Linked DNA regions of Mus musculus: regions 1, 2 and 3 are each linked to region 4. A link is a contact called in public promoter capture Hi-C data. All regions are on one chromosome and are shown on one strand. Each heading gives the region's core, a stretch centred on a gene start, on an enhancer-like site or on the middle of the called end of the contact. The rest is flanking DNA. Distances are from core to core; before and after follow the strand shown. Region 1 holds the start of Slc35a1 (solute carrier family 35 (CMP-sialic acid transporter), member 1). Region 2 holds the start of Zfp292 (zinc finger protein 292). Region 3 holds the start of C9orf72 (C9orf72, member of C9orf72-SMCR8 complex). Region 4 holds the start of Casp8ap2 (caspase 8 associated protein 2).

Region 1 (5,446 bases), core at 1,027-3,526, 2.1 Mb before region 4:
CTTATCTCCTCTGCTTTCTTTGTGGGGCTGAGGATGAATTTAGGGCTTTCCACGAGGTAGTCGCCTTGAGACCACGGAGTTATGGCATCTAGTCCCCATCCTCCATGGTTACTAGCCTGTGCAATCTGTCTAGTCTCATGTTTTCCAGTTATCCATGAACAGAAGTAAGCAAGATGAAAAACGAGTAAGCTGGAAACAGATTTTCATATTGTCAGCATAGTGTGACGCTCATTCTAAAAACCCACTATAAATCGTCACTTTCTCATATTGGACCGTCGCAACCCAGTCGTGTGCATTTCTCTTCAGCTCAGTCTCAGCATGTCACAGGTTTTCCCACTTTGTAAAGGATTCTTAAGTTTATTCTGTTCTTGATTAATTTTTGCCATGCAAGCTGATAAGTTCACTCCCCAGAACCTGCCATAAAAGGAGAGAATTAATACCAGGGGTTTTCCTCTCTCTTCCACATTCACACCACGGCATGCACATGCCTGCAATCATACCATACACATCCTCCTCCTCCCCCTCCTCCCCACCCTCCTCCCCACCCTCAGCCTCCCTGTCATCATCCATCCTCACCATCATAGAAAAATGCATTATTTATTTGTGAAATGGAAAGTTAATAGGCAAACATTAACTAAATGCCTGATTTTTTACATTTTTTTAGAGAAACATTATTCCCTATGTTCTCTTTCTACCTAGGCTAATTTGCGCCAGAAAATTACTCACTCCGTCCAGACTGACCTTAGCCACATGAGAAGAGATAACACCTCACAGGTGTACCCTTTGAAAGAGGCTAGCACCCAGTCCAAGAGAGAAGGCAGCAGCCGAGTGCCCAGGCCCCAGATTTTCATAGCTGGCCTTCGTGGGGGACAAAGCAAAACAACCTATGGGGTGAAGGTGAACTTAACCAGAGCGGTGGACGAAACCTAGAGATGGACGTTTACAGGAAGCTGCTCCTTAGTGGCACGGATGGAGGGTTTAAAGTGCTGTGCGTGTATAAAGCTCATTTGCGGGGCTGGCACAGTCACTGGTTGTGTGACTGTGCACTAGGGCACCGTATCCTGCCTGACTGTTATGCAAATCTAAAAGCAGTTTCTGTAGTACATTTTTCGTTTTATTAAAATTGACAAGTAAAACTCTGTCCGCGTATTTGTTTTATATTTTAGACAAAGTTTACAGCATTAAGATTGACATTGCAATGCCAGCTAGATAGTAGTATGCTTATCACTGGAATAGAGGCTGCTTCTAAAACCCTACAAAATGTTAAGCCCTGACACTCTGAAACACAACGCTCTGCTTCATTGCTATTTAGTGATAACAGATTTCTATATCATGAGCCTTGCTATCTGGAACAAGTGAAGCCTACATTCATATGCTGCCTTTTAAAAGCCAGAGAATTGATATTTATATTTGAATTTTGGGCTCATTGAAAAAAATCAGAATGTCTGATAAGACTGGCTGGCATTCCAGCTTGATCCTTTTATGCTCTGTTGTCTGCCTCAGAGCCCGCTGTGGCTTAAGCGCTTCCCACTTCCCACTCTGCGGCCTTATTTGGCTCATAAGCAGTTGGGTTTTCAGGTCCTGAGAATTCCAACTTTTTAGAGGTATAGTTTTTTTTTTTTCCTTTTCCATTTTTTATTAGGTATTTAGCTCATTTACATTTCCAATGCTATACCAAAAGTCCCCCATACCCACCCACCCCCACTCCCCTACCCACCCACTCCCCCTTTTTGGCCCTGGCGTTCCCCTGTACTGGGGCATATAAAGTTTACGTGTCCAATGGGCCTCTCTTTCCAGTGATGGCCGATTAGGCCATCTTTTGATACATATGCAGCTAGAGTCAAGAGCTCCGGGGTACTGGTTAGTTCATAATGTTGTTCCACCCGGGGTTATTTTCTAATAACATCCTCTAGTCACAGTAACCATTAGAGCGGTTGAAGTGCCTGTTAATACAATCTAATTTTTCTGAGGTCTTTTTGCTGCCTGAAGTTACCAAGTTAAGCTAGACAGTGACAGTAAGGATGATGAAGACAGACACAGTACTTCCGAGCAGTATGTAATATATACTAAATTTATCCAAGAGGTAACCATGGAAGGCCGTGATGGAGTTGAAAGTTATAAAAGTCCGAGTTCTCGGAGCCTCTCTAACGGTCTTCACACAAAGGAATAATCGAGAGCATTTCAGAATCCTTCTTGCGGGGCCCATCCTCTCGGAGGGGCTGGTCTCTAGAAGGAAACGCTCGGCCACCTTGACTCCGCCCCCCCTCGGTCGACCGGAAGCTGCGGTTTTCCGAGCCCCCGCAGGACCGAGTCTCCCAGACTTGTCGCTCCGCACGCCGCGCGGCTTCCGCCGTAGCCCCCGCTTCCTCCTCGCGCGTGTGGTGCGGCGGGCTCTCTAGGCCGGTGCGTCTCTATGGCCGCAGGGGCGTCAGTTCCGCAGACTCTCTCGGCACCATGGCTCCGGCGAGAGGTGAGGCCGGGCTGCGGGCGGTCGCTAGGGAACGGCGGCCCGGGGTGTGCTGGCCGGGCCGGCTCTGGGGGCCGAGCCCTCCCTGCAGGGAGCGGCAGCGGGCTGCACCCGCACACCGGTGCAGTGAGCCGCCCGGGCGCCGGCCAGGTCCCTGCCTGGAGCGAGGCTGTGGTTCGGAGCCCTGGGCTTGAGGGCGCGCGCTGCTCCTCCCGATGGCGAGCCGTCTGGCCAGGGCTGTGGTGGCTGTCCTTTCAGGTTTTACGTAAGCTGGCCCCAAGGCTGAGGTTTTATTCTATAGCACTGTGGCTAGGACAGGCCAAAAGGCGGTGACGATTTTGTATTTATTTATTTTTAAAGCAGGAACCAACACTACATGGTCTCATTCTATAGCCCACGTTGGCTTCAAACTCGGGGAGATTTTCCTGCCTCAGTTTTACAAGCGCTGGGATTAGTGGTCTGTGCCCTCATGCCTGGCGACAACGTCGCTTTTTTTTTTTTTTTTAATTTTGTTTGTTTGTTTTTGTTTTTTCACCATTTCCCCAATGAGCACTGGCTTTAAGTCTAAATAAATGTTGGACAAGCATTTAAAGAATATCCTTTTGCGTGGATGTGAAATTATTTATCTTTGGGGGAGGGGATTTGACATTTAACATCAGGCGCCATGTAAGTTTTCTGTGGTGGTGGATTGTCCCATATCAGATAAGTCCTGTAGCATCCGGGAAGAGGGTAATAGGAAAAGTAGGGCGATTGACAAATGAACACTTAAAAGATGCAGCAGGCAGATCGGTACCCGCAAGGGTTGTTTACAGATTTAGACTTCTTGCCAGCACATACGTTGTTACATTTGGGTGTGTTGCACTTTTTTATCCTAATGAAATACAGTTTCTATACCTCCTTACATAGAGTCATCTTAACGATTACTCACCTGCTACTTCCTGCTATGTCCAAGCTTTCAGGTATGACAGTAATAGTCCCCCTAAAATGTAACTGGAAAACAAAAGGATAACTCCAGACTGACTCTTCTGGGGGATATTCTCCACCCAGAAACAAATGCCGTGGAAGGTAACAGATTCTCCACAAAGGGGGTGCTGGATGATCAGTGGGCCAGGTTTCTAGTTAATGGCGTGATATGATTTGAATTCTTAGGATAGTTTAAAGTAGCTGCGTACCATGAATATTTATATTACCTGGGAACGTTGACATTCCTAATCAATGAAGTTTCATCCTGGAAAATGAAGAATTGTAGAAGAAATGTTTTGATCTTATGGTAAACTGAAATGTAAGTGGAAATCATGGTTACAAGGATTGGTTTTAAAAGTTGAAATGTGCTTCTAAAGTGGTATTACAGACCAAAGTCATCTATGTTTTATAGTATCCAAACTTAGACTTTTCTACTTTGATTAGTAATTATTTTCAAGAATTACATTTGCAGACCTTTTCATTATGGGTGTCTTAAACAAAACAAAACAAAACACCATGATATGGCTTATGCCTATTAATCCCAGCACTTAGGAGGCAGAGGCATGCAGAACTGTATCAAGGTCAGCTTGCTCTACATAGCAAGTACCAGGCCAGCCAGAGCTACATAGAGAGACCCTGTCTCAAGGAAAGGAAAAAAAAAAAAGTATGTTTTCTGGAGTTAAACATCTTTAGTATTTAAATTATCTTGCTTTTTTTGAACCAGGGACCTTTAACACAGCCCCCCCCCCCAAAAAAAAAGTGATTTGAGTTTTCACTTCTTAGTTATGAGAATATTGATAATTTCAGGTCATGGATGGCAGGCAGTCTTTCTGTAGAGAGCTGTTAGTCTCCGCCATAGCTGCTGAACCCTACAACTATAGGCAAGATAATTAAGGCAGATGAGCATAGCTGTCTCCTAATTACACTTTATGGACGCCAAAATTTTAACTTACTATTATTTCCATGTGTCTTGAGATAGGACTTACACATTTTTCCATTATTCTGAACCATCATATAAAACTATGGATGGTGTAGTTCTTGTACTGACGGATTAAATGTTACTGCTCCATATTTCTGGAGTCATAAACTCTTTCATAAGAAAGTTTTAGAACAATGGAAGTATTATAGTACTTCCCTCAGTGCCCTTTACATAAGCATTGCTGGTCTGGCAGATTGGACCATTTAGGAAGGAAAGATAAATAGTTATATGGCGTATTTCTTCTTCTCTGTTGTACTACTTCTTTGGTTTAAGAACTTGCTTACAACTTACAAATCCTGCTTTAATTCACCAAGGAGGAAACACTTATATGGAGACACTGCTTCCCTAGCTTCTTGTGTAATCATATTTTAAAGTATCTGTTTGAAACACCTATTTTATTTACCTATGATTAGGTATAATTACCTATGATTAGGCTTCCAAAGGAGTGAACAAAAGCACGTTTAGCACATAAGACGTCAGTTAATAACTAGCATCCCGGAGGAGTCTCTTGGCATCCTTAGGATTATGTGTAACCCGTGAACTAAGACCAGTGTTCCCAGGGGACACTTGTTACTAATCTGATGACAAAACACTAACTGTGAACACCTAGCAGATCCAATGTAAATCCATTCTCAGTAGATCTCAATGACAAGGATTAGATTCAATTATAATTAATAAAAAAGAAATTGTGGGAATTGGTTTTCTCATATAAGTCTAACACAATACTCTAAATTTTGTCATGGAAAGAAAAGAGAAAAAGTTCGAGCCTTGGGTGTTGGCAGTTTCAGAGCAGGAAGCAAGAAAGGGGAAACCGGACTCCCCAGTGCTTGTAAATTTACCAAAGGTGTTGGACTGACTGTCTTTGGCCCCTGAGTGATGACTGCTATATCCTGCATTTCAAGTTTTATAGAGGAGTTTCTAAGTACTCTGTGTTAACCAATTCACTTTGTTCTTTATTTTAATTTAATTCTATGTTAATGTCGTGCATGTGTGCGTGTGTGTTTGTGTGTGTGTGAGACGGGGTCTTAGGATCTGAC
Region 2 (4,905 bases), core at 977-3,476, 2.3 Mb before region 4:
CTTAACCACTGAGCCCATCTCTCCAGCTCCTAATCCAGTTTTTTTAGCCACAAGGGTATCATGGCCTGAAGGTAGGAATGACATTACTAGGTACCCCCTCCCCATCCCATTACCAGAGTCTCCGGAATGTGCTCTGCCATCGAGCTACACCCTAGCCCTATGTAATAATTTAAAAAATCATTATTCAGGCATATTTCACTTTGGATCTTTCTCTCCACACCTGCTGCTACACACTTTCCTTCCTGTAAATGAAGTGTGGTGTAACTCATTACTGTTGAATTGTAGAAAAGGTAAGCTTCCTAGCCTTTAGTTATTGTACAGTCCTTGCATTTACTGGTGCATTGGCTAATCACATATTTCTTTTGATAATTTTCATTGGAATCCTAAAATAGCATACATTGATGGAACTTTAATACCTGAACTATATATATAACCTGGGAAAATGAACTGCAAAATTTAAAATCTTAAGCAAGGAGGGTACAGGGCAGCTCATTGGTAGAGTATCTACAGGGACTAGGGCAAGACAAAACAGCTACCTTCATTTGTTTCTTCAACTCTTTTTCACTGTTCAATCCAATAGAGGAAATCCTTAGCCTTACAGTGTGCTCCCCTGGTCTCATGTACATGCAAGCATTAGAGGATTCTGTCTTGTTAATGTGCAGTATTGATGCTGTTTTCTGTAAGGTTGCCTTGTGCTTGTTCATCTTATGTAATGATTTAAAAGCATGCATTACAAAACATTCGCTGGAACAACACAGTATTCAGAGAACATTTTCCACTAAGTGTCCTCCTCCCGTCACCTGTGAGGACTAGAATCACATCTGGCTTTATTATATACATTTCCTGAAAAGGCTACTGGATACGGTAGAAATTATGTTTTTGAGACCCAGCATTACAATGTAGCCCGGGCGGACTGGACCGGGAGACCCTCAGCTCCAGCTTCCTTCGTGCTGCAGTTCTGCTAGAGCCAACCTCCAGGCTGGTTGTTCATTTTAGATAACTATCCTTAGAAAAATACAGTGCAGTCAGAACACAACAGTAAAATGACCAGGTGTGTCAACGCTGTTGTTTGTTTTAAAAGGATTCAGTTGTAAGGCAGACATCTTGCCTCTTAAATAAACAGTAGGTTGTGGGGTGTTTTGTTTTGTTTGTCTATTTGTTCTTGCTGACCTGAAACTGGCAAAATAGTGTAGTCTCTGAACTTCTGATACTCTGGCGTTCACCAGGGAAGGTTGAGATTAAACAGGCAGTTGCGTGCCTTTTGCCTGGTTTATGCAGTGAACGGAGCTAGGCAAGCACTCTGTCAACTGAGTCACACCCCTAGCCCTCAAACACTGGGTTTGTTATTAGTTTGATTATGAAATTTATGGTTAAGCACATTGATTTTCCGACTACCTCTTATTCTACCCCCTACTCCTTTAAATTTGTAAGAACTCATCTGGCATAGGCTGGAGGAGGAAATATTATGTAGCCAGGGATGAACTTTTGAACCTCTCGTCTCCGAGTGCTGAGATTACAACCGTGCACACAACACTCAGCTCTCTTCTCCAATTCTAATGCCAAATACTGTTTTCGTCTTGCAAATAAAATACGGCTTAGAAGGCCACCTGTTTTGCAGCACCAAGAGGAGGGTTGCTACTGGCATTTATTTGACATCCGTGTTCCTTTTTTTACTTTAGCATCCTTAATTGTGTTCTTTCCTTCGACCTACTTTCCCAAACTAAGATTCGGTGTGGATTCTTGTAACGCGTAACGGTAACCAGATTTTAGAAAAGCTTTTGTGCCTTAAAAACCACCGGGTTACAACATTAATCATTTCGGTCTGTTTGAATTCTCTCCACACTATTCTTTTCTTGTGTTCGCTGCTTGATTTCCCAGAATGAGAATTGAACCTCTCATTTTGTTCTGACCCAATTGTTGTGTGTGTGTGCCCTCCAACACCTAGAGCGCTTGTTTCCAGGAGGCGTTCTCGGGTTGGCCCAGAACCAGGGCAATCACCAGCTCTCCACCCTGCCCTGGCCTCCGGCTGTTCCGCAGACCTTGCCCTCGCCCTGGCCCTGGCCCTAGCCGCCGCCGCAGCAGCAGAGGCCTCAGCTTCAGCTCGCTGCAGCACTGCCCCGGCGGTCGCCAGCCCCACACCCGGCCTTTGTACGTGCGCCCAGGCGTGCCAGCGCACCGGGCACGTGACCCCGCCGAACGTGGCATTGTGTTATCACGTGACCCAGGTGCGTACGCGACGGAGCGGGCTGCGAAGATGGCGGACGATGAGGCCGAGCAGGAGCGCCTGAGCGGTGGCGGCTGCGCGGCGGAGCTGCGGCGCCTGGGCGAGCGGCTGCAAGAGCTGGAGCGGCGGCTATGCGAGAGCCGGGAGCCCGCGGTGGAGGCCGCCGCCGCCTACTGCCGCCAGCTGTGCCAGGTGAGCCCCTCCCCCTCCGCGGGCCTCGGCGGCCGGAGCGCGGGCGGTCCGCGTCTTTGTGTTCCGCGGCCAGGCTGGGCCGGACGGCCTCGGGGCTCCGTGCACGCTCCCGGGCTGCGCCGCGGGCGCCGGGCTGCCCGCCGCGCGCCAGTCCCCCTGTCGCCGCCGGCCGTCGCGCGCAGTCGCTCGGCCTTTGTTGTTGGGTTAGGCTGCGACCGGAGGGTCTTTGTTGATGTTCTCGAGCCAATCCCGCCGGACCTGCAAGCTGGGAGTGGCGGCGGCGTCTGCGCTGCGGCCGTTCCTGCTGGCTGCTCTCCGCGGTGCATAGGAGCTGTCACCGTTCCATAGTCAGTCGTCCCTTGGGGGCGGCTTTACCAGTGCCTGTTTCGCCTTTACGTTCCGGAAGAGTACGATTTCCGGCCCCCCCCCCGTGCACCCCCACCCCCACATTTCTTGGGTTCTTTCCTGTTAAGTGTCTTTGGTTGACAAGGGATTTGTGCTTGGGTCAGTTTCAGATCTTCCCATTCTTTTCTTGCCCAAGGACATTGCTTTTCAGCAACGTTTTCTAACTAGGATTTAGAATGTTAGTAACATTCTAAATGTTATCTTATGACAGATATCAGAGTTTGGATCTCCATCTGGTCTTAAGACTCCCCAGTTAACGTGTGCTGACTATGGAGGGAGGGAGAACATTGATTAAACTGCCTAGTTGAGGCCGTTTTTTACATAAAGCATGAAACCTAATGGATGTGTCATGCTTAAGATTTTGTTTTGGAAACACTGAGATTTGAACAATGGTGGAGCATTTTAGGATTTCACAGGGATACTTTCACTTGCCAGCCTCCAGGTGCTGAAATCTATCTTTCTAGGGTATCTGATCACATACAGAAGCAGCCCCATTGCCGTATGCATTTTATGCTCATGCATTGATGGTTCGTTATTTAAAAAAAAAAAATAGGACCAAGGATGACTTGTCTGCAAATATATGCAGTCAGAAAGTTCGTCAGATCTGGAGGCCACATTACAGAGTCATTGTTTTAAACCTTAGTATTAAAGAAACTTTGAAATTTGCTATTTTCTATGCCCTGAAATTGCCCACCATCGTAAGCCTGAGAAATTATTTTAGTAGAATTTACAAATAAGGCTTTCATTTGTTTGTTTGTTGGTTTTTTTTTTTTTTTCCCCTGAAACAGGGTTTCTCAGTGTAGCCTTGGCTGTCCTGGAGCTCACCTTGTAGACTAGGCTGGCCTCGAACTCAGAAATCCCCCTGCCTCTGCCTCCCGGAGTGCTGGGATTAAAGGCCTGCGCCACCACGCCCCCACCACGCCCGGCCAAGATTTCATTTGTAAATGGAGTCCACTTCTGGAGGAGGTGTTTTGAGACAGTCTTTCCATGCTCTCCTTGCTGGCATTAATTTTGGGTAGTCGTCTTACTTCACCATCCCAAATGCTAGGATTACAGATCTGTGCCACCATGAGCAGTTGGGAGCAGACTAAAGTCTACTTTAGTTCGGGATATTAATTCCTTAGTAGAATCCACTGATGATTTAAGGATTGATAATACTGTTAAAATGAAGGCTCATGCGATAAAGAGTATAAGTATAGCTTTCTCTTTCGTTTTTGAGATTGATGCACAAGTATCACTGTGTGTGTGGTTGTGGTTAAGATGGTACTAGGTACAGCATGCTAGGTACATCACCAGGTTTTAAATTCTTCTTGTTTATTGTTTTGTCTTTTTTAAGACAGGAATTGTCTGTGTGTGTGTTGGGGGGGGGGGAAGGGTGGCCCTGGCTGTTCTGTAGACCAGGCTGGACTTGAACTCAGAGATTTACCTGTTCCCCTCTCACCCTCTGCCCCACCATGTGCTGGAATTATAGTCAGGTGCCACTGCCTGGCATTTTAAAGTTACTTCTAATGAATAAAACAGTTAAAAAAAATAACTCGATATTGGTTTTATTAAGTGATAAATCTTAAGGTATATAAATCATTTTTTATTACCTTGCTGATAAAAATCAAATAGTAATGAAGTAATCATTGGTGGTTTTCAAAAATTAGAAATAGTAATTCATACTGAGGGTGTATTGGCTGAGGGGCAAACCCAGTGTCTCTTGGGTTCGAGGCTTGTTCGCTAAAGACTGATTTATGCTCCCTACCCCAATATTATAAATTATAAAAGTGATCTCCAGAGCTCTAATTCTGTATTTGAGAGGCCGAGGAAGGCAGGTCAGAGTTTAAGGCCATCCTGGGCTACATAGTGAGTTCCAGATAATAGCATAAGACAGAAGAGAGAGTGGGGGTTGGGCTCCAACTCAAATATCCTTAGAATTTTGTCTTAGTTAACATGGGATGTAATGTTAGATGTAGGGGGAGCTAGAAATTAAATCCTGTTTTCTAACCTTGGAATTACAGTTCGACCTTTTTATGTCTTTCTCCGGTAGACCTGGGCTGTCCACATGCTTCTAGAAAGCCAGGATAAATAAACGTTTGGCA
Region 3 (5,069 bases), core at 917-3,416, 2.6 Mb before region 4:
GTAAAGTTTGAGAGGACAGGGTTAAAAATCTATCACACCAATATCATGAATCATATTTCTACATACAGTTAGCATCATTTTCTCTTTGGTTCTCTGGAGGAAAGATGTATTCTACCTTACACCTTTCAGGCAATACAACAATTATGAACCAGCATACCTACTTATTATTTTCTTCCTGATTAATAAAAGTTAGCTACAATCCAATTAAAATATATAGGCTACTTTACCTATGCCTAAGTAATTGTTCCATCTGATGTGAAGAAAAAGGTCTCCACTCATTGATCACAAAATATAAGTTGTATCATGGTTTATTTCATTTCCTGTGGTCATACAATATTTTAGATCGTGATGTTTCATTTTTTTCTCCAAAGAGAGAAAAAGAGAGGAATATGGTAGGGACCAAACCCAGGGAGTCACACATGCTAGGCAAGCCCTCTACCCACGAAGCTACATCCCTAGTCCTTTCTTGGTTTGATTATTTTTTTTAAATAAAACATTTATTCTAGGACTGATATTACACAAAATAAGTTATTTGAGGGACACTGTTTTTGTCTCTAGGTAAAATTTTGAAGGAAAAAAAAAACACTAAGAAGGTATATTCCTTCAAAGTTCCAGTCTTATTCTGAAGTGTAATGTTATGTTAGTTTGACTCACAGACAGGTTTTAAAGAAGGGCTTACTTCAAGAGGACACCAAACAAATACCTTCTATTCCTAGTGGGCTCTGGAATCACAGAAAACTGACCCAATCAATTACATTGATAGCTCTGGCTTACTACAGACAAGCAAATTATCTTAAGTGTGCATGCATGCGCGTGTATGTGTGTTAGTACCTAACACCCACCTGGGAACTTTTCAGCTTTTCAGTGTGGGATATAGTATAAACGTCTATTCCTCGTGTTGTGGATTAGCTGACTGGCCTCACTCAGCTGCCTTCCTTACCTGCAAACTCACCCACTTTGACTACAGCATCGCACTCTTAACCCTAGCCTTCCAAACATGGTCCTATGCTATTTCTGTGTGTCTGGATGTATTTTTAACTCTCAGATGTATACTTCATTTATGAGATATACATCTGAAGACCACGGTACAAAACACTGTAAGAACTTGATAGAATGACAACTGCTAGGTAAAAAAAAAAAAAAAAAAAAAAAAAAAAAAAAAAAAAAGCATACAATACCTGGTGAGAGTTCTATTTTTACCGAAGGTGGTATTGATAGGTATTCTGTTATTAATGCCTTTCTTTTCCCTATAAATGATGAAAAGTTGCTGGAAAATAATAAACACTACTCATCTGTAGTGAAAAGCCACAATACAGTTACAAACCAATCAATCAATCAATAAATCAGACGTCATGGTGTTCTTTTCCCAAAGGTTAAAAAACAAAGTGCACTGTGCTATTTGGCAAAAATGACGTTTAGAAGAAAACACGGTGACTACGCACAGAGGGTGGGGGAATCATTGTGCTTGTTGCGGAGTGAACACGTACAGTGTGCACGCAGACTTACGGCATTTAACCGTGTCATAGGGACCAAAGGAAATCCACTCACTCACTAAATATTTGTTGAGCACCCACTACCTGCCAACTCCCAAACAAAACAAAGCAAAACTACTTACAACCACAAACTACGCTTCGTAACCTAGATAGATAACGCAGGTGACACTATCTATCTAGGTTGAGCTCAGCTCTGCCCATGCTTTTCCTGAGCGGCTCTTGGAAGAAAAGCTACAAAGCCCATGACAGCCTCCGCCTGGCCAGCTGCCACTGGCATCTCAAGGCTGGCAAAGCAAAGTGAAAGCGCCAACCCGGAACTTACGGAGTCCCACGAGGGAACCGCGGCGCGTCAAGCAGAGACGAGTTCCGCCCACGTGAAAGATGGCGTTTGTAGTGACAGCCATCCCAATTGCCCTTTCCTTCTAGGTGGAAAGTGGTGTCTAGACAGTCCAGGGAGGGTGTGCGAGGGAGGTGCGTTTTGGTTGCCTCAGCTCGCAACTTAACTCCACAACGGTGACCAAGGACAAAAGAAGGAAACAAGACTGCAGAGATCCGCACCGGGGAGCCCTGCAGATTCTGGGTCTGCTGTGGACTGGGGGCGGGACTGCGACTGGGCGGGCCTGGGGGCGTGTCCGGGGCGGGGCGGTCCCGGGGCGGGGCCCGGAGCGGGCTGCGGTTGCGGTCCCTGCGCCGGCGGTGAAGGCGCAGCAGCGGCGAGTGGGTGAGTGAGACGCGCGGGCGGAGGGGGGCTGCTGCCACGGTCGGCTCGCGGGCCGGCCGGCTCCGGGTACCAGCGGGGTTTTTTTCTCCTTCGAGGTGAACTCCTCCCTGTCCCCCGGGCGAAAGAGCCCTTGGCCTTGCAGGAGTTGCGGGGGCCGCGGCGGTGCGGAGGGGATGGGGATGGGCCTCATCTTTGCTGTCCGCCCGCGCTCCCCGATCCCGACCCGGAGCGTCTCCCGGGCCCTTGAGGGAACCCTCCGGGAGTACGGCGAGCGCGGCCCCCACCGCCACAAGCCTGGGCCCCAGGGGCCTGGCCCGGCGACAGCTGGTGGGTCCTGCGACCCAGTCAGGTCTCCCGAGGGTCCCCGCCCGGGAGGAGAAAGCGCCGGTGGGATGGAGTAAGGACGGACAGAACAACACGCAGGCAGGATTTCGCAGAAGTTTGCAAGGAGTGCGGATGCCCACTTACATGGGCTGCTACTCTTACCAGGTTGTTCCCCAGTTCTGTGGGACGTGACCTGGTTGCCTCACAGCTCCGCGGTTGTACAGACTTATTAAAGGAAGTGACCATTGTGACTTGGGCATCACTTGACTGATGGTAATCAGTTGCAGAGAGAGAAGTGCACTGATTAAGTCTGTCCACACAGGGTCTGTCTGGCCAGGAGTGCATTTGCCTGGGAGGGATTGGTTGCGCTTTCTGGTGTGGGGACTATTAGGCTCTTGTAGAGTTTTGTCCCGGCAGATGGATAAATTTCTTGTTACACTGTTCCCGTTCGTCACCAGTTGAGAAAAACGGGTACACAGTCTGTCTCAGTAGTACTTTTACTTTATATTAAGGGCCCAAAAGGGACTGGAAAATACTTTAAGATAGAATCGTTAGTCCACTTGGAAAACTTAAAATATGAGAGAGAGAGGGGGGGGGGAGAGAGAGAGAGAGAGAGAGAGAGAAAGGAAGGAAGAAGGAGGAAGAGGAGGAGGAAAGAGATTGAGATTATGTTAATAATATGGAATCAGAATATTTGAAATATAGTAAGCGTCCCCTCAGTTAAAGAGGACATTCCAGGAGGCCCCCAGTATAGCCTGAAATCTCAGGAAACGCCTACATACACCCATCGTGTGGATATAGGTGTTTTCCCTTCATTACATTTCATACACAGATGTTAAAGTTTAGAAAGTAGGCACAATAAGAGATTACAAATAACTGATAATAAAGTCGAGCCATTGCAGCTGCTCTGTAAAAGTCCTGTGAATGTGATCGCTTTGTGTTTCAAAGTAACTTACTGTACTTCACCCCTGTTAAGCAAAACAAGATTCACCTGAACGCAGGCACCTTGGTACCTTGGCAGACACCAGATCTGATAACCAAGAGGATGGAGAAGTAGTGGCAGACAGTGTGGAGAGCATGAATATGCTAGACAAAAGGGTGAATCATAACCTAGGAGCAGAAAGCAGGTATTTCATCATCCTCCACAGTAAAAACCTATGTCACGTAAAAAACCTACAAGTAGTTTTTCTTTTACTCTTTTTGAATGAAAGCTTGCTACAGGCACTGAAAGTTAAAATAATCTGTGGATCAGGAGGAACAGGGGTTTTCTGTCTGAGTCACTGCTGACTAGCACCTCAGTGACCATTGGCACTGTGGGAAACCCCAGAGTCAGTTGGAAACTTCGAAACTAAAGGTGACGGTGTTCTTATTTCATAGAACACAAAAAATAAGAGGGGTTACAGCCTGCGCTGCAGACTGGACATTCAACAAGCATTTAAATTTCTGGGAGACAAATGTAAATATAACTTTAAAAGTTGGTAAAATACTCTGTTTGGCTATGTTGGCCATCCAATGTTTGCTTTTAGAAAATGACTGAATGGATAAAACGTCTATCTTTTGAGCCTGCCCTAGACCCCCATGTTGAGTGAATACTGTCCAAGTGTTAGGTTAGCCGGCCTGAGAAACTTGGATCTAGGCAAGATGGCACAGTCCTGGTGTCATGAGTATGCATGTGAGTTTTGGCTGAAATTGAACATTTGTAGAGAATGACAAAGGCTGGTCTGGCAAGTAGTCCACTGTCTTTACAGTGGTCTTGGTTAGTTCCTGTTTGGCTGAGAGGGCTGGTTGATGGCTGTCCTGCCCCTCTTCCCACAAGTGGAAGCCTTATGGTATAATTCTTGATCACAGTAGCAGTAGGCAAATGAACTTCCTCAAAGCAGCCTGGAAAGCTGATTTTTTTTTCTTTCTTTCTCTTTTTTTTTTTTTTTTCACAAGGTTAAAGAAAAAACAAAGGGCTTCAAATGTGCCAGTCTGCTAACAGTGTTAACATGTTTATTAACATAAATAAACTTTATTAGTTTTTGGAAGTATTGGTTAAGCCCTCGTGACCCCTGAACTCGGTTTATAGAGTGATGAGTCGTAGCCTCACTCTGGTTTGGACTCTGGCTTCTCTCAGAAGACTCTGTGGCTAATGTTAACCTTCTGAAGTAGCCAGAAAACATATAAGCAAAAGTCTGTGAGGTTGAAATGAATTTTTTGGCCACATTTGTATATGGGTTCCCACCAATGCTAACTTCAGGTGTTAGTAATATCAGACTCACAGCTTCCCTGATTACACTTCGCTATAAGACTTTATTTTTTAGGTCATAGGAATTTCCCCTTTTTCATGATTCCTAAATCATGAAATAACATAGTCTAAAAATACGGTATTCCTGAAATAAACAATTTCTAAGTTTTAAGCTGCGTGCTATTCTGAACAGTCTGATGCCCTCTTGTAGCTTTTACTGTGTCCTACCCCGGGCATGGTTGATTCCTTTGTCCAAACATCTGTCTGTTGTATCCACACTGGATTGCACCACCTGCGTGCTAGT
Region 4 (5,441 bases), core at 98-2,597:
AGTGAGTCTCCCAGGGTGGGAAGATAGGAGAAGAAAGAGAGAGAGAGAATATGAAAGGTAGAGGAGTGAGAGAGATCTTTCTATACTTCTTCTCATCTCCCATCTGAGTTACTACTGAGAGGAGTGGTACACCTTTGAAACATGCAGAGGCCAAGTTTTAAAAACCAAGAAGCTAATGATTGATTAATAACAGCTGCTGGGCTAGGAAGGTTGCTCAGTAGTGTGCAGTCCTCACAGCTTTGAAAAGGCCAGTCCCTAGCACCAAAATGTTCTTTAAAAATTTTACAGGTTGATAACCATTATCTGGAAGGATAAACAGCTTCAACAGATTCATAAGCAAATGCATAGAGAAAGGGGTCATCTAATCTTTTCTGAAAGCAGTATGAAGTTCAAATTTTTCAATACACAAAAGCATACATTTGTAGAAGGAAAACAACCAGGCAAAAGCTAAGAGGCAAATCTCACTCTAGGTTCTGAGGATGAGACAGGCATGAAAAGCAGCATACATTACACAAGTCAAGTATTGATATAAGTGCGCTAAGTACTCCTTTAAATTATCCTGAAGCTCCTATCAAGTCTATATTATTCCTTATCCCGTCTAAATAGATGAGGAACCTAACAGAGCCAATTAGAAAATCTGCTGCAGCCAACAGCTAGAAAGTGGAGAGCTGGGATAAATTCCAGTCAGATGTCAAAAATCAAAAACACCCCTTAAAACATAAATCTCTGGACATATCCCGTAAGATGGCAGGAAATACTATGGAAAAAAAATAATTTGGGGTATGGTAACAGAGCCAAGAAGTCTTGCCTAGTGGCCTAGTCCCTTCCAAGGCGGGGTTGAAGCTCATAGGAGAAAGGCCTTCAGCGAGAAGTTTGGTGTTGGTGTGGCGAGAAAAGACCGCCAAGAGGATCCTTGAAGCACTAATGCTTCCTGAGAATTCTACATTCCCATGTCAGGGATGGTTCGAGGCGCTGCGGAGAGCACATAAACAACTTCTTCTCTCAAGCTTTCAGCTTGGGAAACTGCCCCTGTCACTGATCGCCCGACCCTCGGGACAGCCCCTTCTCCACACTCACCGAGAGCTCGGCAGTAGGGACTTGGGAGACACGGGTGGGGGAGGGGAGGGGCGCGCTGTAGACCCGGCGATGTTCCGGGTGCTCGCCCCAGCGCCCCCCGAGACGCTCCGAGGGGCGCTCCCCGAGGACGGCAGCTGGCTCCTCGAGGCCCAGCCAGGCACAACCCTTCGCCCAGAGCGTAAGCCATCCCAGGCGGCACCCCGCTGCCTCTCCCCAGCAGCCCCGCGACAGGCCCTCAGGAACTTACCCGGCCGGCCAGCCCCGCACAGCGGCCGCTGTCCGGACGCCAGGCGCTCCGCCGTCTCCACCAATCGCAGCTCACGGTAAGGACGCCAGGGCGGGACCGAGCGCCGACAACCAATTAGATAAGACGCAAAGCACGTCTCGGCGCACACAGCCAGTTCCCGCCATTGAAGGCGGAAAAAAAGATTCCAGTTGGCGCCAAACTCTGGTACTTACTCTTCTGTGGCTCCGAAGGGAAGTGGGCGGGCCGTGACCTCAGTGACAACGGGGCGGGGTTTCTCCGCGGAAAAGACGTCACCAGAGCGGAAGTGGGGCGGGTCTGGGAGACGCTAATGAAAGGGAAAGTAAAGGTGGAGGCTCCTAGCTGTTTTGGCTGAGAGCAAGTGGAGAAGGCTTGAGGTCTTTAGTGTATAAATTGTGTCAGCTGCGCGCTAGACAGCGCTAAGATCTGACCTTTAAGATGCCATCCTGGATGGTGAACGTAGCGTAGAATTACTAATTCAGCGGGATAGAAGAAGGTTTTTGTTTTTGTTTTTCCGTATTAAACTTTTTTATGTAAAGCCGGGCGTGGTGGCGCACGCCTTTAATCCCAGCACTTGGGAGGCAGAGGCAGGTGGATTTCAGAGTTCGAGGCCAGCCTGGTCTACAGAGTGAGTTCCAGGACAGCCAGTGCTACACAGAGAAACCCTGTCACGAAAAACCAAACCAAAAAAAAAAAAAATATATATATATATATATATATATACATATATATATACAATAAATTATTTTTATCGTTTTTCCCCTACCCGAACGCATCTCTGATCCCACCTCCTTACCCACCGAACTTCATGTTCTCTTTCTCAAAAAAAGAAAGAAAAAAGGAAAAAGAAACAAAAAAGAAACCAGTAAGAAAAAACAAACAAAGCCAAGACAATACAAAACGAAACAAAAAGCTCAGACACAAAAACATGGAATTCAATTTATATTGGTCAACTACTCCTGGGTATTGTCCCTTCCCCAAAGTCTGGCTGATAGACCAGTGCCACTCTACTAAAGAAAACTGCTGTCTCCTTTCTCTGCAGGTTGAATTCAACTGCAAATACCTCCTCAGGCTTGAACCCCAACGGGTCTTATGAGGGTTATCGGCCTCTGCATTCATATATTTATTAGTCCTGTTGTGTCTGTTCCTTGGATGACACAGTTCTTGGAGTCATCCGCCACCTCTGGCTGTTGAGAGTCTCTCTGCCTCCTTTTGGGTAATGGGTCCCTGATCCTTGAGGCAAAGGGTTTGATGAAGGCGTCCCATTTAGGGCTAAGTGCTCCAAAGATTCACTCTCTGCCCATTGTTAGTTGCTTCCTACTGTAAGAAGTTTCTCTGATGAGTCTTGAATAATGCAGTGATTTAGGGGTATAGCGCTATGTCGTGATGAGTATTTTATTGGCCTTTGCAGAATCATAGTAGTAGTTTTACCTCTAGGCTTATGAACTATCTAGTCTCAGGTTCTTGGCCATTTGAGCAGTGTCAGATATGGTCTCACTGAGCAGACCTTAAATCCACACAGAAAATGGTTTGTTATTCCTATAGCATGCACGTCACTATTGCACCAATATGTGCAGGGACCCATGGCGTTGACCTGGCATAGATGCCTTGAGAGTCATGCAGCATAGGTTTCTCAGTTTAGAGTCCATGGCTCCTGAAGCACGATGCGCCTTCCCATTCCTGAGAGACCAAATGCTTCAGGCAGTGAAGTACTCAGTACTCTTTGTGTTTCTATGTATGGTCGCTCAGAAGCCAAAGAAACATGGAAGGAAGCTTGACAGAAAAATTGGTCTTAGCATTAATTTTGTATACCCTTTATAGTTTGCAGACATCATTGTACCCTGGCAACAGCAACTGTATTGAGTCTGGTAATTGCCATTAAATTCTGTTTCTGATAAAGGCGTAAAATGTCTAATTACTCTCAAAATTGCCACAGTTTCTCCCACTAGCCTAGTTTGATTTCTAACAGCCGTTTCTACCCTGGCCCGGTCAGTAAATGAAGGAACATACAAATATGTCTTGCAGGCATTCCTGTTGTAAATGGCAGGGTCTATGGCTGGGTAATATTGATGATCACCCTTCACCTCCAGGAACATCCAGAATACCTTTCCAGCACCGTACTAGTCAGCAGTGGTGAAGGTTCTAGTTGGGCACCAGCTTAACTTTCCCATGTTCTTAAATATCACCTCACAGTATTTTCACCTCATAGTGGTAGAGAATGAGTTCATGGCGTATGCGAAGCACGTGATCTACCACGGAGCGACACCTATCTCAGGACTCCTCCAAATAAAAATGTATCCACAGTCCTTAGATGAAAGTATACATTTGACTATTCATTGAATAATGTATCATATGCCGGGCATGGTGGCGCACACCTTTAATCCCAGCACTTGGGAGGCAGAGGCAGGCGGACTTCTGAGTTCGAGGCCAGCCTGGTCTACAGAGTGAGTTCCAGGACAGCCAGGGCTATACAGAGAAACCCTGTCTCGAAAAACCAAAAAAAAAAAAAAAAATGTATCATATGACTGGGGTGATGGCTTTGCAAGTAAAAGTGCTTTCCACATAAGTGTGAAATTCAGATCTCCAGAGCCCATGTAACTGCTGGGTATCCAGGTCCATCTGTAATTTCAGTGTTCAAGAGGAAGAGACAGGGGATATCCCTGGAGCAAGGTGGCTAGCTAGAGCTCTGAATTCAAGTGAGAGACTCTGCTTCAATATATAAGGTAGAGAGCCATCAAAGAAGATAACTAATGTCAATCTCTGGCCTCTACATGCACATATATATATATATGTACCTGCATGCATATGTGTCCGTGTGTATGCAAACATGAATATGCATACATTGTGTTCACCACACATACATTGAAAAATCTATTTTGGGTATTTTTTTGTTTTCAATTTATTTGTTTTTATTTTATATACATGAGTATTTTGCTTGCATGCATTTCAGTCCACTATATACCAAGTGCTGTGGAGGCCAGAAGAGAGAGCTGCTGCCCCCTACTCCCCGGAAATGGTATTATGGATGGTATCATGAAGGTGCTGGGAACTGAACTCAGATGCTGTGCCAAAGCAGCAAGTGCTCTTAATTGCCGACCCTTCTCTCAGTCTCTTTCATCTCCCCCACAATCCCCAGTTCTCACAAAATAGATTCTCACATAGTCCAGGCTGCCTTCAAAGTTATGATGTAGTTGAACATGCTCTTCAACTCCTAACTCTTGGAGAATATTCTGTGTTAGATCTCTCTCTCTCTCTCTCTCTCTCTCTCTCTCTCTCTCTCTCTCTCTCTCTCTCTCTCTCCTTCCCTTCTTCCCTCCCTTTCTTCCTTATTTCCTCCTCTCCTTCTTCTTTGGTTCTTGGGACAGGGTCTTCCTATGCAGTCCAAGCTGCCTTCAACTCACTCAGTTGCCTAGCCTGGCCTCAAACCTGCAATCTTTCTGCCACAGCCTCTCGCGTGCTGGGATTACAGATATGCATCACCACACCCAGCTTTTCAATTATTTTGTATACATGGAAATGTAAATTATGTGAATTTAGCATGGTTGCTTAATTAGATCCCTTATTGGTAGGTACATTGACAAATGCAAATAATATGATAATAACAACTCATCTCACAGATGTCATTTCTTCATTTTTAAAACAGATCTTACTTCAAGTTAAAAACAGCAGGTCACTGGTCATCTACAGTGTGTAAGTAGGTGTGTCCCAGCAGTCCATCTGACTTCACGTTGGCAGCAGCCTTTTCTCTGAGGCCTTCACTGAGGCCCGGCACCTTTGGGAGCCTGAGCTGGAGCTGAAGCTGGGCCTTAGCTGGAGCTGCAGCCTCTGTCTTGGTTTGACCCCTGGGCTTTGGATGTCAGAGCCTATGGTCCTTGGCCGTGTAGCTTCAAATCCAGTTCCCAAGCTTGGGGTGAGCAGGGAACACCCGGCTTAACCACCGATGGCCTCTGCTTGTCCACTCGTTGTGTTTTCAGTGTTGGTATCTTCCTCGGGCCTTGCTGTTGTGCTTCTTGGCAAAGTGCATGTTCCTCAGGAACTTGGGGTCAACTCCTTAAGAGACTTGTGTGTTTGTAACTGTGCCATTTTGGGGATTGGTTGT

Evidence for each region. Promoter capture Hi-C pulls out the DNA fragments that hold promoters and counts their contacts. Capture Hi-C pulls out chosen DNA fragments and counts their contacts.
Region 1: a promoter capture Hi-C map of adipose tissue shows a contact between it and region 4, with 3 times the contacts expected there. The contact joins the promoter of Slc35a1 here to the promoter of Casp8ap2 in region 4. A contact is called at or near these places in 3 of 39 promoter capture datasets (hippocampal neurons and liver), 1 of 115 datasets of contacts at active chromatin or transcription factors (astrocytes) and 1 of 9 other capture datasets (adipose tissue).
Region 2: a contact with region 4 is called in a promoter capture Hi-C map of liver, with 3 times the contacts expected there. The contact joins the promoter of Zfp292 here to the promoter of Casp8ap2 in region 4. A contact is called at or near these places in 3 of 39 promoter capture datasets (the 3T3-L1 cell line, liver and pre-B cells) and 1 of 115 datasets of contacts at active chromatin or transcription factors (astrocytes).
Region 3: a contact with region 4 is called in a promoter capture Hi-C map of liver, with 3 times the contacts expected there. The contact joins the promoter of C9orf72 here to the promoter of Casp8ap2 in region 4. A contact is called at or near these places in 1 of 39 promoter capture datasets (liver) and 2 of 9 other capture datasets (adipose tissue and liver).

What each region holds. Positions count from the first base shown.
Region 1 is chr4:34,684,268-34,689,713 of GRCm38.p6, reverse strand. Slc35a1 (solute carrier family 35 (CMP-sialic acid transporter), member 1) reads left to right here and starts at 2,276. Exons shown (of 8, transcript NM_011895.3): 1 at 2,276-2,470. The coding sequence starts at 2,455. It overlaps Cfap206 (cilia and flagella associated protein 206), which reads left to right. Exons shown (of 13, transcript NM_001347062.1): 13 at 700-1,140. The coding sequence ends at 930.
Region 2 is chr4:34,880,269-34,885,173 of GRCm38.p6, reverse strand. Zfp292 (zinc finger protein 292) reads left to right here and starts at 2,226. Exons shown (of 8, transcript NM_013889.2): 1 at 2,226-2,416. The coding sequence starts at 2,255.
Region 3 is chr4:35,222,933-35,228,001 of GRCm38.p6, reverse strand. It overlaps C9orf72 (C9orf72, member of C9orf72-SMCR8 complex), which reads left to right and starts at 2,166. Exons shown (of 11, transcript NM_001081343.2): 1 at 2,166-2,214.
Region 4 is chr4:32,611,376-32,616,816 of GRCm38.p6, reverse strand. It overlaps Casp8ap2 (caspase 8 associated protein 2), which reads right to left and starts at 1,347. Exons shown (of 11, transcript NM_001122978.2): 1 at 1,325-1,347.